4 separate regions of the Sus scrofa genome follow, and regions 2, 3 and 4 are each linked to region 1. Evidence: chromatin contacts called from public Hi-C and HiChIP or PLAC-seq data. All regions are on one chromosome and are shown on one strand. The core of a region is the stretch at or near the end of the contact, and the rest is flanking DNA. Distances in the headings are between cores, read along the strand shown. Region 1 holds the start of RPL7L1 (ribosomal protein L7 like 1). Region 2 overlaps UBR2 (E3 ubiquitin-protein ligase UBR2). Region 3 holds the start of KLHDC3 (kelch domain containing 3). Region 4 holds the start of KLC4 (kinesin light chain 4).

What was found. A called contact is a pair of places that touch in the nucleus more often than the background predicts. HiChIP or PLAC-seq counts read pairs in DNA pulled down with a chosen protein or histone mark.
Region 2: a Hi-C map of skeletal muscle shows a contact between it and region 1, with 5 times the contacts expected there. The contact joins the enhancer-like site here to the promoter of RPL7L1 in region 1. A contact is called at or near these places in 2 of 5 promoter capture datasets (fetal liver and liver), 8 of 47 Hi-C or Micro-C datasets (alveolar macrophages, brain, embryonic fibroblasts and 4 more) and 2 of 2 datasets of contacts at active chromatin or transcription factors (alveolar macrophages and skeletal muscle).
Region 3: a contact with region 1 is called in an H3K27ac HiChIP or PLAC-seq map of alveolar macrophages. The contact joins the promoter of KLHDC3 here to the promoter of RPL7L1 in region 1. A contact is called at or near these places in 1 of 5 promoter capture datasets (liver), 2 of 47 Hi-C or Micro-C datasets (embryonic fibroblasts and liver) and 2 of 2 datasets of contacts at active chromatin or transcription factors (alveolar macrophages and skeletal muscle).
Region 4: a contact with region 1 is called in an H3K27ac HiChIP or PLAC-seq map of alveolar macrophages. The contact joins the promoter of KLC4 here to the promoter of RPL7L1 in region 1. A contact is called at or near these places in 1 of 5 promoter capture datasets (liver) and 1 of 2 datasets of contacts at active chromatin or transcription factors (alveolar macrophages).

Annotation. Positions count from the first base shown.
Region 1 is chr7:37,938,780-37,942,123 of Sscrofa11.1, reverse strand. It overlaps RPL7L1 (ribosomal protein L7 like 1), which reads right to left and starts at 1,575. Exons shown (of 7, transcript NM_001123192.1): 1 at 1,259-1,575; 2 at 578-686. The coding sequence starts at 1,272.
Region 2 is chr7:37,755,653-37,759,256 of Sscrofa11.1, reverse strand. It overlaps UBR2 (E3 ubiquitin-protein ligase UBR2), which reads right to left. Exons shown (of 47, transcript XM_021098699.1): 34 at 3,524-3,602; 35 at 55-203. Among named protein-coding and RNA genes, the nearest start is that of PRPH2, 48 kb to the left of the region's middle. Within about 2 kb of position 1,901, at least 2 of the 83 cell types and tissues checked have an H3K27ac peak or open chromatin away from gene starts, as enhancers often do. A contact at or near this core is called in skeletal muscle, where this site is marked.
Region 3 is chr7:38,079,014-38,082,283 of Sscrofa11.1, reverse strand. KLHDC3 (kelch domain containing 3) reads right to left here and starts at 1,371. Exons shown (of 10, transcript NM_001105314.1): 1 at 1,308-1,371. MEA1 (male-enhanced antigen 1) reads left to right here and starts at 2,024. Exons shown (of 4, transcript NM_001110429.1): 1 at 2,024-2,059; 2 at 2,465-2,827; 3 at 2,914-3,016. The coding sequence starts at 2,558.
Region 4 is chr7:38,119,331-38,122,968 of Sscrofa11.1, reverse strand. KLC4 (kinesin light chain 4) reads right to left here and starts at 2,295. Exons shown (of 16, transcript XM_001929222.4): 1 at 2,089-2,295; 2 at 183-464. The coding sequence starts at 440. MRPL2 (mitochondrial ribosomal protein L2) reads left to right here and starts at 2,301. Exons shown (of 7, transcript NM_001185067.1): 1 at 2,301-2,516. The coding sequence starts at 2,421.

The DNA.
Region 1 (3,344 bases), core at 326-2,825:
TTGGCCCAGGAACTTCCATATGCCATGGATGTGGTTGAAAAAAGTAAGTAAAATTTTTAAGTTTTTGGGAGTTCCTGTCGTGGCTCAGCAGAAATGAATCTGACTAGTATCCATGAGGACACAGGTTTGATCCCTGGCCTCACTCATTGGGTGAAGGACCCGATGTGGTGAGCTGTGGTATATGTCACAGATGTGGCTGGGATCGGGGGTTGCTGTGGCTGTGGTGTAGGCCGGCAGCTGTAGCTCCAATTTGAACCCTAGCCTGGGAGCCTCTATGTGCCACACCTGCCGGCCTAAAAAGAAAAAAGAAAATTTTTTTTCTTTTAGGTACACAAGCATGTTCTCGAATCCCTTGGTATGAACCGGAAGGAACACTCTCCACTGGCTTTTTCCTTAAACTCTACTCCAGTATTTTGCCTGCAGAAAGCATTTGATACATACTTGCTTTGTTTAGCAAATATGTATCATCCAGCTGATGGGGGAAGCCGACTGTCAGTACCAAATTAGTTCAACATGTGCTGGATAAAACTCACCGAACACAAATTCTCATTCCTTCCACCTGGTTCCCCACTATTACCTCTTTCTTTTGCAAAAGCGCTTGCTTCGCCTGTGTGGCTTTGAGGGCCTGATATGCCTTCCTCTTTTTCAAGAGATTTTCTGGAACCAAAGGGATCTTTTTTCTTTGCCTGAGAGAGAAAATGGAGAAAAGCGATAGTATTTAGGAAACAAATCTGCAATGCGTTTCCAAACGACAGCTTGGGCTTCGCAAACATTACTGTCTAAAACCTCCTAAGGACCGCGCTCCCACCCCGCCACCTGGCGTTTCTGACTCCAGTTCTCAAAAGCTTTCAAGAACCATGAACCCCTTAGCCACTGGTCCTCGTATGTCAATGGAGCTTTTACTGTCATAGCCTTTTACAGATACCACCAGCGATGAGATTCCGCCCCGTGGGGTTGGGGCGGGTGCGGACCCAGCTGCAGAGATAATACTTAAGTCAGGCTGGGGAAACCCACCCTCCAGCCCGCAGCCTCAAACTCATTCCTCACCCCTTGAGGTAGGTAATCCGAACCTGACAGAGGCCCCATCCGCCCGCCCCAGCCCAACACTTCCTCCCTCCTCCTTCGATAATCTGGAGCCTTTTCTAAGTCTCTCTTCAGTCCACAAGGATCCTTATTTTCCGCCACCGAGAAATAAATACTGAGGATGGCACCAGATGCTCAGGGCACCACCCAGAATCTCAGAGCCCCTGATACTCACTCCTCCTCCGCCATTTTTCCAGCGCAGCTGCTACTGCTCAGGCGTTGCCCCACGCATGGGAAGGAACCTCTCTATGGTCTCTCGACCATAGAGATGTCTACTCTAGCTCACCCCAGGGCGAGCGGGTAGCCTGCGCCTTCTTAGCAGCAATGAACTGCTGAAGTTTTGCTAACCCTGATTCCTATCAAAAGTGGCTCAAAGCTTCCTGGGCGCCGCTTAGAAGCTTTTTAGAGCCCGGTCATCTTCAAAGACCATCCCTTTTTATTTCAGCTGTATTCTCATATCGCCGGAAGCCTGGTCACAAACGAGGAAACGCTTCCCACCGACTTCCGGTAGGGAGTGAGGTGACGATTTTCCGGTTTCTGCTCGCTAGGCTGCGCTTCTCCCGGAAGGCGACTGGCGGGATCCGGTATCCTTCACCTGGTGCGGAGAGCTTGGGGCTGCAGCTTTGGTTCTGTGTTGGTGGAGGTGTGGACGACTTAGGGTGCTGGCAAAGGCATCTCTGATTCCCTCGGCCTGGCTTCGTCAGTGGGTCCCTGATCAAGTGGGTCCCTCTATCCCTTCGTTTCCCTTACCCAAAAAGTGGACGTAATAGCGAATCTTGCCTAATAGCCTTGGGAAAGTTATATGAGCTGCTCCACATAAAGCGCTTAGAACAAAGTCCAGTAAGCAGTTAACACTGTGTTAATTATTATTCCTGCTGTACCGAAAACGAGAAATTGCAACTTACGATTTCAGAACTCCCTCATAATAGCTCTCACCACCTGGAATAGGTTTCCTTCTCTCCTGCTCTTCAGAAAGAAATAAAAACTCACGTGTTGTCTTTAATGGAAACCTCCAGACCAGTGTGTCTCAAGCATTAATGTGCATAGGAGTCACATGAAAATCTTGTTAAAATCACGTTTTTATTCAGGAGGGGCGGGGAGTCAATATTCTGCATTTTAAACGTGATTCAAAGTGATGGGGATGCTTCAAGTGCATTTTGACTAGAAGGGCTTTTTCTTTTTCTTTTCTTTCTCTTTCTTTCCTTTGTTTTTTGGCGGCCCCCTCAGTATGTGGAAGTTTCTGAGTCAGGGATCAAACCTGTGCCACAGCAGTGACCTGAGCCACAGCAGTGAAACACTGGACCTTAACCCGCTGAGCCACAAGAGAACTCATGACTAGCAAGTATCTTGAGAAGTCTCTCCTTTTTCTGAATTCCTTCAGCATGTTTATTTTTTAAGAATTCCTGTAGTGGCACAGCGGAAAGAATCCGACTAGAAACCATGAGGTTGTGGGTTTGATCCCTGGCCTCACTCAGTGGGTTAAGGACCCGGTGTTGCTATGAGCTGTGGTATAGGTCAAAGAGGTGGCTCGGAGCTGGCGTGGCTGTGGCTGTGGCGTAGGCCAGCAGCTGTAGCTCTGATTCAATGCCTAGCCTGGGAACCTCCATATGCTGCAGGTTCAGCCTTAAAAAAAAAGCAAAAAAAAAAAAAAAATTTTAAATGTTTCTCGGCATTATAGGCTTTTGGGGCCAGATAATTCTTTGTCCTGTTGGTTGTAGAATATTTTGGCAGCATCCCAGGTTTCTACCCACTGCATGCCAGTAGCATCTCCATCCTAGTGGTGACAAAGTTCTTGTCTCCAGGCATTGCCAAATGTCTAGCACAGTCTATGTATATTTATGTTAAGGTCTAAGGCAATGTCACTGTTTGACAGTCAGCACTTAAAGGCATCACCACAGACTTTATCCTGTATTGTTTGGTTTATTGTTTCCCTGATTAGACAGGGTTCTCTGAATGCAGGGAAGTCATCACATCTCTGAATCTTCTACAGCACCTCTCACAACAACAGGCACCTGCAGGGGCTGGTTAACCATCTAAACTCAAGGCATCACATTGGTATGTGCTATGCATCTAAGACAACCAGAAAGACAGTGCCATGCGCAGAATCCAGAACCTGATAAATAAATGTCAAAGGACAACATGGCCTTCAGAGTCACCAACTGTGGCTCAAGCCTCATGCTTACTCTTTCAGCATCTCACCATGTGTCTTAGTTTGTGAAAAAGCAAATAGAGAAGGGACACTAAAGTATAACAAATTCATT
Region 2 (3,604 bases), core at 652-3,151, 180 kb after region 1:
GGATTCTACACACAATTCATGTCAAAATTAAAGATACAACTCTAAACCTCTTACCTATGCTTTGGATGGTGTACGCACAACTACCCCAGCACATTATGGGCACGCGGGGATCCTCTTCATTTGGATGAACCTTTAATCCCACTTTATAAGTAGCGGTTCCAAATGTTGTTAGCATTTCTTTTATGCTCTCAGAATAAGGGTTCCTGAAGTGAACATGTATAACATTAGCTTAAAACAATGTGCTCCCATCAATCAAATGGTTCGGTTTCTTAACCGCTCTTTTCTAGGTTGGAAATGAAGCACTTAAATGATCTAAAGAGAGCTGTAAGAAAAGGGGGAATTAAAAACATGCAAACAGTCCCAGCCTGAGAGGAGTTATGCTCTACCTGGTTTGGCAGCAGTGAAGCACAGGCCTGAAAACAAGGTATTAGGTGAAGTCTACATACTGAACCATGAAAACCAGGACCTCTTTCCCCCAGCTTGACAACATCAGCAATGAATACCCACTGCCATAGATTCTAGTCTCTCCAGGGAAGAATCCTCTGGGAAAAGCCATTTTTACACACTGACACTTCAGGGTTCCATGTGAAAGACTGGTAGGGGCCTGATCACCTCACTCTGAGGCACACAGGTCAGCAAGCTCCAATCTGTCCACCAAGTATCCAGTGAGCTTATAGTGCCTTATTCTTGAATAGTCACCCAAGGATCAATAAACATTTAAGGAAGGAATCAAAGAAACATCAAAAGAAATGAGCAGAAAAAAGAAACTCAGGGAAAACAGAGATGGTGTAGCAATGGCAAACTTATCAAAAAATGAGAAGATCAGTCCAAGAGGGCCAACTGAGCTAAAAGTAGGACTACCTCAAAGAAAAGAAAAACCAAGAGGAGAAAATTATCTAAGAAACAACATAAAAAATTCCAAGAACTGGGGTTCCAGACGTGGTGCAGAGGAAATCAATCTGACTAGGAACCATGAGGTTGTGGGTTCCATCCCTGGCCTCGCTCAGTGGGTTAAGGATCCAGCATTGTGGAGTTCCCGTCGTGGCGCAGTGGTTAACGAATCTGACTAGGAACCATGAGGTTGCAGGTTCGGTCCCTGCCCTTGCTCAGTGGGTTAACGATCCGGCGTTGCCGTGAGCTGTGGTGTAAGTTGCAGACATGGCTCAGATCCCGCGTTGCTGCGGCTCTGGCGTAGGCCGGTGGCTACAGCTCCGATTCAACCCCTAGCCTGGGAACCTCCATATGCTGCGGGAGAGGCCCAAGAAATAGCAAAAAGACAAAAAAAAAAAAAAGGATCCAGCATTGTCGTGAGCTGTGGTGTAGGCCAACAGCAGCAGCTCCAATTAGACCCCTAGCCTGGGAACCTCCATATGCCGTGGGTGTAGCCCTAAAGGAGACCTAAAAAAAAAAAAAAAAAAAAACCCAGAACTGAAGTACATGAATCTTCAGGTTCAGGTTCAAAGAGCCTGTTGAAAACAGCAAAATGAATGAATAAAGATTTGTATACCAAGGAACATTATAGAGAAATTTCAAACACTGGGGATTAATGAGACAATCCCAACAGTTTCCAGAAGTAATAAAGTTATAAAGGAACAGGAATCAGAATGGTAATAAGTTCTCAATGGGTGCTAGATGTTAGTAAAATACTATCTTCAAAATCTAGATGAGAAATGACTTCTAACCTATAAATCTGTAACCAAACCGTCCATCAAGCATATGTATTCAACAAATGTATTTTCAGACATGGAAAACTGCACATCCAGGCACCTTCTCTTAGGAATTTGCTGAGGGATGCAACATGAGGGAGTAAATTAAGAAAGAGAAGGATACAAGATCCAGTAAATAAGAGGAATGCAGCCAGGGGAAGTCTCAGGGTGACAGCTGTGCCCTGTCCTGATTGGTGTGGGAGGACAGAGGCTGTGGGAGAAGGGTCCAGGAAAGATCATCTGATGGATCTGAGCACTGACAGCTACTGCCAGGCATCTGTCAGATCCACCACAGCATTTAGGAAGGAAAAAAAAGGGAAAGAAAGTATTACACACATAGAAAAACAAGTACACGGGAAAAATAAGATAATTATTAACCATAGGAATGACAAAATCGTACAAGAAAGAAAATTTAACACACAACTCATCAGCAGAAACAACTGCAATATAAAAGTTGACAAAAGGAGTTTCCGTCATGGTGCAGTGGAAAGGAATCCGACTAGAAACCATGAGGTTGTGGGTTTGATCCTGGCCTTGCTCAGTGGGTTAAGGATCCGGCATTGCTGTGAGCTGTGGTGTAGGTCGCAGATGCGGCTCAGATCCCTGTTGCTGTGGCTCTGGTGTAGGCCGACAGCTACAGCTCCGATTAGACCCCTAGCCTGGGAACCTCCATGTGCTGCAGGTGTGACCCTAAAAAGACAAATAAGAAAAACAAAACAAAACAAAACAAAAAAAACAAATAAAATAAAAGCTGACAAAAGATTTAACCATAAATTGTGAAATACCTCTATAGGGCGACTGGTGAGTAGTAATGAACAGGGTAGAGGTAAAAATTGAATCCTAAGTTACTAGTCAACATAAAGCCACTGTTTAAAAAAATGAAGAAGGTGTTCCCTGGTGGCCCAGCTTAAAGTTAAGGATTTGGCATTATCACTGCTGTGGCACAGGTTAGACCCTGGGCTGGGAACTTCCACATGAAGCAGGCACAGCCAAAAGACTAAAAAGAAAAAAAGAGAAAAAAAAAAATCAAGACATAGTTGATTAAGTATTTTAACTACAAATAATGAAAGTAAATAACAGAAAAAACAAAATGACAGGACTGGGGATGGGGAGGGGAAATGTAGGAGGCATAGGAGTGATTTTTTTCTGCTTAAGCCTTCCAATACAATTTTTATTGAGTTGTTTAGTATGTGCCAGGAACAACTTGCAGGTAACTTAAATGTATCATGTCACTTTATCTTTGTAATACTTATGGGGTTGATACTATTATCTTACCTTTCTAGATGAGGAAACTGAGTGAGATACAGAGAGGTCAAGCAATTTGTACAAAGTTGCACAGCTAATAAGCCGTGGTGGTGGAACAGAACAAAACAGTCCAGCTTTGTGCTATAATTTGTAACTTACTGGCTGTGGGGTACAATAAGTCTGAAAACCCTCTGGTTTTGATCCTGGATTCTAAGAAGTTGGTGAGGCCATAAATAGAAATACTGAAGTCAGAAGGAAGCATGGGATCTGGTGGGGGAGCTGAGCTGCTTAGATTTAGAGGTGATGAGGTGCTGTCAAGGAAAGACAGCTAACGGGGTATAGTAGGGAGTCAGCAACACAGACTTGGAGAGGTTTGTGAGAGTTAAACATGCCAGGTAGTTCTTAGTCTTCTATCAACATGCCTGCAATAAATATTCTTAAGTGTCCAAATTCAAGATCTATGTCTTATAACATTTTGCTCTCTAGCTTGAAAAGTGATTCTCTTACTAACTGCTGACCTAACTTTTCATTTCAAGTGGCCAAATTTAACAGGAATAAAATAATATACTCACTTAGGATGAAAATTGGGCCTAAATCCTTCAGGGAGCTGCAATTCATCCATATTTTCTAAATTCTTTGATGAGGCAATATCT
Region 3 (3,270 bases), core at 122-2,621, 140 kb before region 1:
TGGGGGTGGCGATGTGCCTTGGAGAGGAGCAGGAACACAAAAATGCCTTTGGTCAGGATAAGAAAAAGACCCAGGCATGAGCGGTCATGGTCTCTGCAAGACAACCCACCAACCTAGAGATAATGGGTACATTTGAAGGCTCTGTTAGACAAATCCTCTTGCAGCTGGCACTGCCTTCGCTGGCAGGCACCTGCTGGGTTTGGGTGGATCATCTGCTCCCTGTTCAAGAAGCCCTGGCAGAGAGAAGAGCTAGCCCGAACCTCAGGCACAGAAAAAGCTCAAGTAAAGGAAGGTCCCTTGCAAGAAAGACACAGGGCTTTGAGCTGGCTTGCCAGACCCCTGCCCCCACCCAACTTCCCCCAACCCTCCCCCACTCTGCCAAACCTGAAATAGCCCCAGCAGGAAACCACTCTCACTTCATTACTCCCGTCCTCAATCCAAAAGCTCTTGGATCTGGGCTTGTGGGGACAGATAGGAAGGAAGTTGGAGAGCTTAAGAATGGGGGTCCTTCCTCTTCCCTCACAGCTTCTACTCTCCTCTTCAGCTATATCAAGGTAAAGTAAAGAATTCACTGGGCAAGAGGGAAGCAATTCCATCCAAAGGTAGAGGAAAAAACCCTCAGCGTCTTCTCCAAAGGACAACTCAAGCTCATGAAAGACAAGCCCCAGCATCTCCCGGGCGCCTCTGATCCCTGGGGCTCTCCCGTCCGTGCTCCATCACTGCGGCATTCTCCAGCTTCTTCCATGCCTTTCAGAGACCTGCCCCCCTTCCTATTCTCTTGCAATTTTCACTCTCCGTTTCTGGCCTTTTCAGATCTCTTGAGAGCTTTGCAGTTTTCTGCTTTTTCCTTCTCCCACAACTCCAAGCTCCACCCCGACAGCCTTCCATTTTCCTTCTTTCGATAGGGGGGAAACAAGCTAACATCCCCTGACCCCTTTCGGCCAGAGATATTCCTCCCTGTATATGACGCTATCCGGGTCTTCTTCCAGTCATTCCAACCTCCCTGCCCCCACAACACCAGACACCCCCGCCCTTTTCTTCCATTATCCTCAGCTTTCCCATTCTCCTCCTAACCCAGTCTTCCTTCCAGTTCCCTTCAGTGCCTTCTCCAGTTACCAGGTCTCTCCCATCGCTTTCCCCACCATCCTCCCCCAGCCCTTCTTTCCCCCTTAACACTCTCCTTTCCCGTCATCCCCCTCCCCACCCCCACCTCATCGGTCTCCGGCCCCTCCCCCACAATTCAGCTCTAGGCATCGGCGTCCCCATCCCCTATGATTTTCCTCGTCCCTCAACCCACCACGGGCTACCTGCCAGGCCGGGCCGGGGCGGGGCCGCGGGTCCTCGCGCTGCCTGCAGCTTTGAACCCGTTGCCCGCCAACTGCCGACTGGATCTCCAACGAGATAAACACAGCCAGGCTCGGTCCTTCCGGCGGGCAGCTGTAAGCGCACGTGCATTCAGCTCTAAGTGCCGGAAGTCTACCGGGATTTGTAGTCCATCGGTTTCGGGAGGAACGCGAGGGGCTGAAGGATGGGCAGGAGTCGGAGGAGTCTGCGCATGTGCTTATACCTATCAAACACCGCGGGGCCGAGTTCGCGTTGCGGCTCAGTGGTAACGAACCTGACTAGTATCCAAGAGGATGAGGGTTCGATCCCTGGCCCCGCTCAGTGGGTTAAGGATCCGGCCTTGCCACGAGCTGCAGTGTTGGTAACAGACGCGGCTCGGATCCCGTGTTGCTGTGGCTGTGGTGTAGGCCGGGCAGCTGTAGCTCCGATTCAACCCCTAGCCTGGGGACTTCCATATGCTACACAGGCGGCCCTAAAATTAAAAAAAACAAAACAAAACAAAACAAAACCAAACACAAACAACCGCGGGGCCTACCGGGTAATGTAGTCCTTTGTTTGGCGAGAAGATGGTGGAGGCGGAGCAAGGGGCGGACCCTTCGCCTTCACTCGTGTCAATCATGAGCGCGGCGGGGCGGGGCTGGAGGACGGGGCCGCCTCGGAACGTCCTGCCTCGCCGGAAGTGAAGGTGCGGGGTTCGGCCGCGGGCTCTGAGCGGGTGAGGCGCGCGCAAATACCGGCGCCGAGAATTGGTGGGGGCGGGTCGGGGACGCCACATCTGGGGCCATTTGAAGGGATCTCCTGGGGTCCGAAGGGCGTTTATCAGGCGGTACAGAGGGAAATCCCTTAGAGAGGAGAGAAGGGGGCGGGTATGCCTTGTCTAGGGGAGCTTGTTTGGTGACCCGGAGTTCCTAAGTGGATGGGGCGGGGGGGAGGGCGTTCCCGAAGGGGTGTCTTTTGGAAGGTGGCATGGCCTTCGCTTGGGCTGTTATTTAAGAATTGTCGGAGCAAGGCAAGTGGGCCTTGGTTGGAGATAAGAGCCAGCTCAAGAGGTGGAGAGTCCAGGAGAGGTGTTGTGGGGTGCAGGAAACTTGGGCGTTTCAATGTTTTGTGGGCGCAGGAGGAGACCGCACGGGACTGGATGACAGGCTAAAGCTGGGCCTAATTTTGTCTGATCTCTGTTCTCCTGTCTCCATGTTCTTGCAGCCCCTGCCCGATGGCAGCAGTAGTTCTAGGGGGAGACATCATGGGTCCTGAACGTATCTTCCCCAATCAGACTGAAGAACTCGGGCCACACCAGGGCCCTACAGAAGGCACTGGGGATTGGAGCAGTGAGGAGCCAGAGGAAGAGCAAGAGGAAACAGGAACAGGCCCAGCTGGCTACTCCTACCAGCCCCTGAACCAAGATCCTGAACAAGAGGAGGTGGAGCTGGCACCAGTGGGAGATGGAGAAGATGTAGTTGCTGATATCCAGGATCGAATCCAGGTATGGTGGAGGAGGCATTGTTCCTGAACAGGTGAAGCTGGAATCCCTGAAGGGATGACCCTGAACTGTCTTCTCTGGCTCTGCAGGCCTTGGGGCTTCATTTGCCAGACCCCCCATTAGAAAGTGAGGATGAAGATGAAGAGGGAGCTACAGCATTGAGCAACCACAGCTCTATTCCCATGGACCCAGGTAAAAGAGTTTTTTTTTTTTTTTCTTTTTAGGGCCACACCCACAGCATATGGAGAATCCCAGGCTAGGGGCCCAATTGGAGCTGTAGCCACAGGCCTATGCCAGAGCCATAGCAACTTGGGATCCAAGCCACATCTACGACCTACACCACAGCTCACGGCAACACGGGATCCTTAACCCACGAGTGAGGCCAGGGATCGAACTTGTGTCCTCATGGATGCTAGTTGGGTTTGTTAACCGCTGGGCCACAACGG
Region 4 (3,638 bases), core at 1,046-3,545, 180 kb before region 1:
GTGATCACTCTCCCGAGCATCCAGAAGATTAGTGCCTGGCACATGGTGGAGGCTTAATACTTATTAACTGGGTGAATGAATTCAAGCATCTAGGAAAAGGGATCCCAAATGAACCCAAAACTCCATCAGACAATTCTTCTCCATCTACCTGGGGCCACTTGGCACCACCTCCTCCCCCTCACCTGGGCCTCACTCAGCCCCAGCTCGATGTTTTCCATGGATCGGCGCAGCTGCCGGGCCTTCTCGTGCACCAGCCCTTCTTCATGGCCTCCCTGCTGCAGACACTCGATGGTATGCGAGAGGCTTTGCAGCACTGCCTGGTGCTCACTGTGTAGAGCCTCCAGCCCTTGGCTCACCAGACGGGTGCTCCCCAGGATCTCCTCCTGGCTGAGCCGGTGCCCTGCAGACTCATCCCGCTGTCCCAACACCAGGCCCGACATCCTGGCCAGGGGACCGTGTCTGGGCTACAGAGAAACAACAGAGCTCAGCTGAAGTCAAAATAACAACGAGGGCTGAGCGCCCTGGTTAGAGGCTGGCAGGGGTGGTGGAGGGGGGAGTCCAAGTGAAGGAAAAGAGCAAATGGAGGGGGGGAACCCTGTGGTTTAATTGGAGAGAACAAGTGACCAGTGAGGAGGCAGCCTGCGACACTAGACACAAAACTAAGGTTGGGGGAGATAGAGAAGGAGAGGAATTGACTTGAACGAAGAAAAAGTATAGAAGGAACAGAGGTGCTGAGAAGTACCAGAGGGACTGAGCTAAGGAACAGAATGGAAAAGGAGTTGGAGACAGATTTGGGGTTAAGAAAAGGAATCAGGAGAGGAGAGACAGCCCTCTAGGGAGCACAGAGGGTGTTTGAGAGCACTGCAAAGGGAACGAGGTTAAAGCAGGCAGGAGATATGCTGAAAATAGTCAGAATTTTTTAAAAAGTGCGGGGAGAAATAGGTTTCAAATCAATGTTTAAATCAAGAAAGAGAAGGAAAAGAAAAAAAATAGGAGCCTTCATCACAGGACCCAGATGAGAGGCACCTAGAGGTGCGGGTCGCCCACAGAGCTAAGCCCAGCATCTGCAAACCTGGTCAGCCCTGCCTCTTTCCCCACATGCCTGAAACCTCAGGCCTCAGGCTGTCTGACTACTTCCTCAAAAGGGCCTTGTTTCTCATCTTTGAAGTCTTCTTACCTGTATATAACCCTTGGTTGTGGCGTTCAGGCAGGAGCCCGGAAGAAACTCTGTTCAAGCAGCCAGGGACTCAGAAGGATCTGCCCTGCCCAAAGTCCAGAAGTCCAGCGTTCCCACCCCTTCTCTCACCACTTCACAGCCTCCCGAGGACCTGGCATAGAGCCCCACCCAGGACAAACACCCTCCCTCCCCTGCCCACAGGTCTTCAAAGACGACCAAGGTCCCTCCTCCTTCCAGAAGCCAACCTCCCACCCCAAGCCTGGGAGCTATTTTCTCCCAAGAAGAGAGTGAGATCTGATCTGAGACCTGAGGCAAGGGGCGTGTCTGGGAACGGGTGAGGAGGAAGACCTGGTCACTCTTTGCCCAGTCATCTCTATGGCTTTGTCTCTATCATGATCACGTACTAACATACTAACAGGCTCTGAGAGTCAGCGTAGAGTGCCTCCCAGGTGCCCGATGATGCAGGGAAGAATGGCAGGTCCGCTGAGTGGCTGCGGGATCACAGAGGATCTCGGCGCTAGGACTTGGTCTCCCCGGCCTGGGAATGCGGTGAAGTGTCCCAGGCTGTCGACCTGCCCTGAGGCCCAGGGTGGGGAGAGAGTGCGATGGGCAGGAGAGAAGGGAGGAGGTGCGGGGTGATGACCCAGGTCCGCGTCGCGGGCGAGGAGGACCAGGGGCCGGATTATCCCGAGGTCAAGGAGTCAGTTGGTAGCGCAGGGGGCGGGGCGGACCGTCTGTCCGTCCGTCTGGACGCCGAGGGGGCGGGAAGAATCCCGGGGGGCGGAGTTTTTGAATCCGACTCGAGTTGTTTGAGACTGCTCGGAAGGGCTCATTTCTTAATCTGTCCGGGAGTGCAAGAAAGAGGTAGCAGGATCTCAACTCTCTGCCCCAAAGTACCCTTAAAGACTCACCCGCAGTCTGATGATCTGGCTACAGCTCTTGCCGGTACTGCCCCTTTAAATCCATCATGGCTGCCGCTCAAGGCAATTGTTTTGACGGCTCTGAGGGGCGGGGCCTGTTCCCCAGTCACGCGACCTATGAGCCGCCGGGGGATTGGGTCTACCTGGCACAGGGAGGAAAGGAGGTGTGTGTCCAACTTGGTCTCGGGTTCTCCGCCCGCCTCTTTTCTTTTTACGTCAGGATGGAGCGACGGCACTTGGACCAGTTAGCGTCATCCAGTAGCGCCAGGGTTCCTCGCTAAAGGTGATGGTGGTGTGCTGAACCCAACCGAGCCTGGCCAATCATGGCCCTGCGGGTATTGACCCGCGCTCTTAGCTCTCTGAGCCTGACGCCCCGGATCGCTGTCGCCCCCGGCCTAAACCTGCTCCCGGCCGTCCAGGTAATCTACCTTACCGGGAGTGAGGCTGTTTCCATTTGGCAACCGGAGATGGGGCACCAGGAGACGCGGGGGGGGGGGTGCGAGTCTGGTTAGGAGTCACGCCGGCCCGTGACCTTGGATAAGTAACTCTCAGCCTCAGCTTTCTCCTCTGTAAACGTTGCTATCTCATAGGGTCGCTGGATTCCTCAGACAAGATATTGAAGATGAAGTGCCTCACAGACAAATGTACAGCTTTCAATAATAACTTACGTTTATTGAGTGTCTCATAAGCCAAGTCAAATAAACTTTTAAATAAATGAATTCCTTTCAACCAGTTTATAAGTTATTATCATTACCGTGTTACACATGAGAAAACTGATATGTAATCCAAGCTCGTACACCAACTATTGGAGCTAGGCAGACTGGCTTATTATATATTATTATAACCATTAAGGATGAGTTAAAAGAATTAGAAAATTCAGGGCAAGATACCAAGACTAGGGGCCTAACATATGAAGAAATCACAAGATTCCTAGTGGGCTGGGCAACTGGTGAGTTACAGAAAAGAAGTTTGTCTTACCTCTCTAGACCTTTCAGACTGATGGTGGAGTTTGGCAGATGGATACTTAAAATTCAAAACCAAACCAACCTACAATGTGAAATGTTGGGACTACAGCAATGAACAAAACATAAATGGTCTCTCCCCTCCATTCACATCTGAAAAACTCAGAAACATAATGCAGTAAAATGGTCACAGGGCATTGCTGATGGTGGCACATGAATATATAGAAGTTATCAGCTCTGGAGAAGTGAGTTGTTTAGGGAAAGAAAAGTTTCTTGGAGAAGGAATGTTTTGAGCCAAATTTGGAAGAAGATGCACCAAAGGGAGAACACTCCATTGAAGAAACACTTCAGAGGTGAGAGGATCAGGGGAGAAGAGGTAATCAGCACACATATATCTAGATAAAGATTTCCCACTGGTATTTGTGCAAGCTGTGAAGGGTGGAGTTTTGGACACCTATTCTGGGACATTTCCAGGAGGAAGCTACAAGCTAAACTTTGTGCCCTCTCCCTTGGTTCTCCGAGGCTTCTCCTTTCTTTTGACTTTTTATGGCCACACCCACAGCATATGGAGGTTCCCAG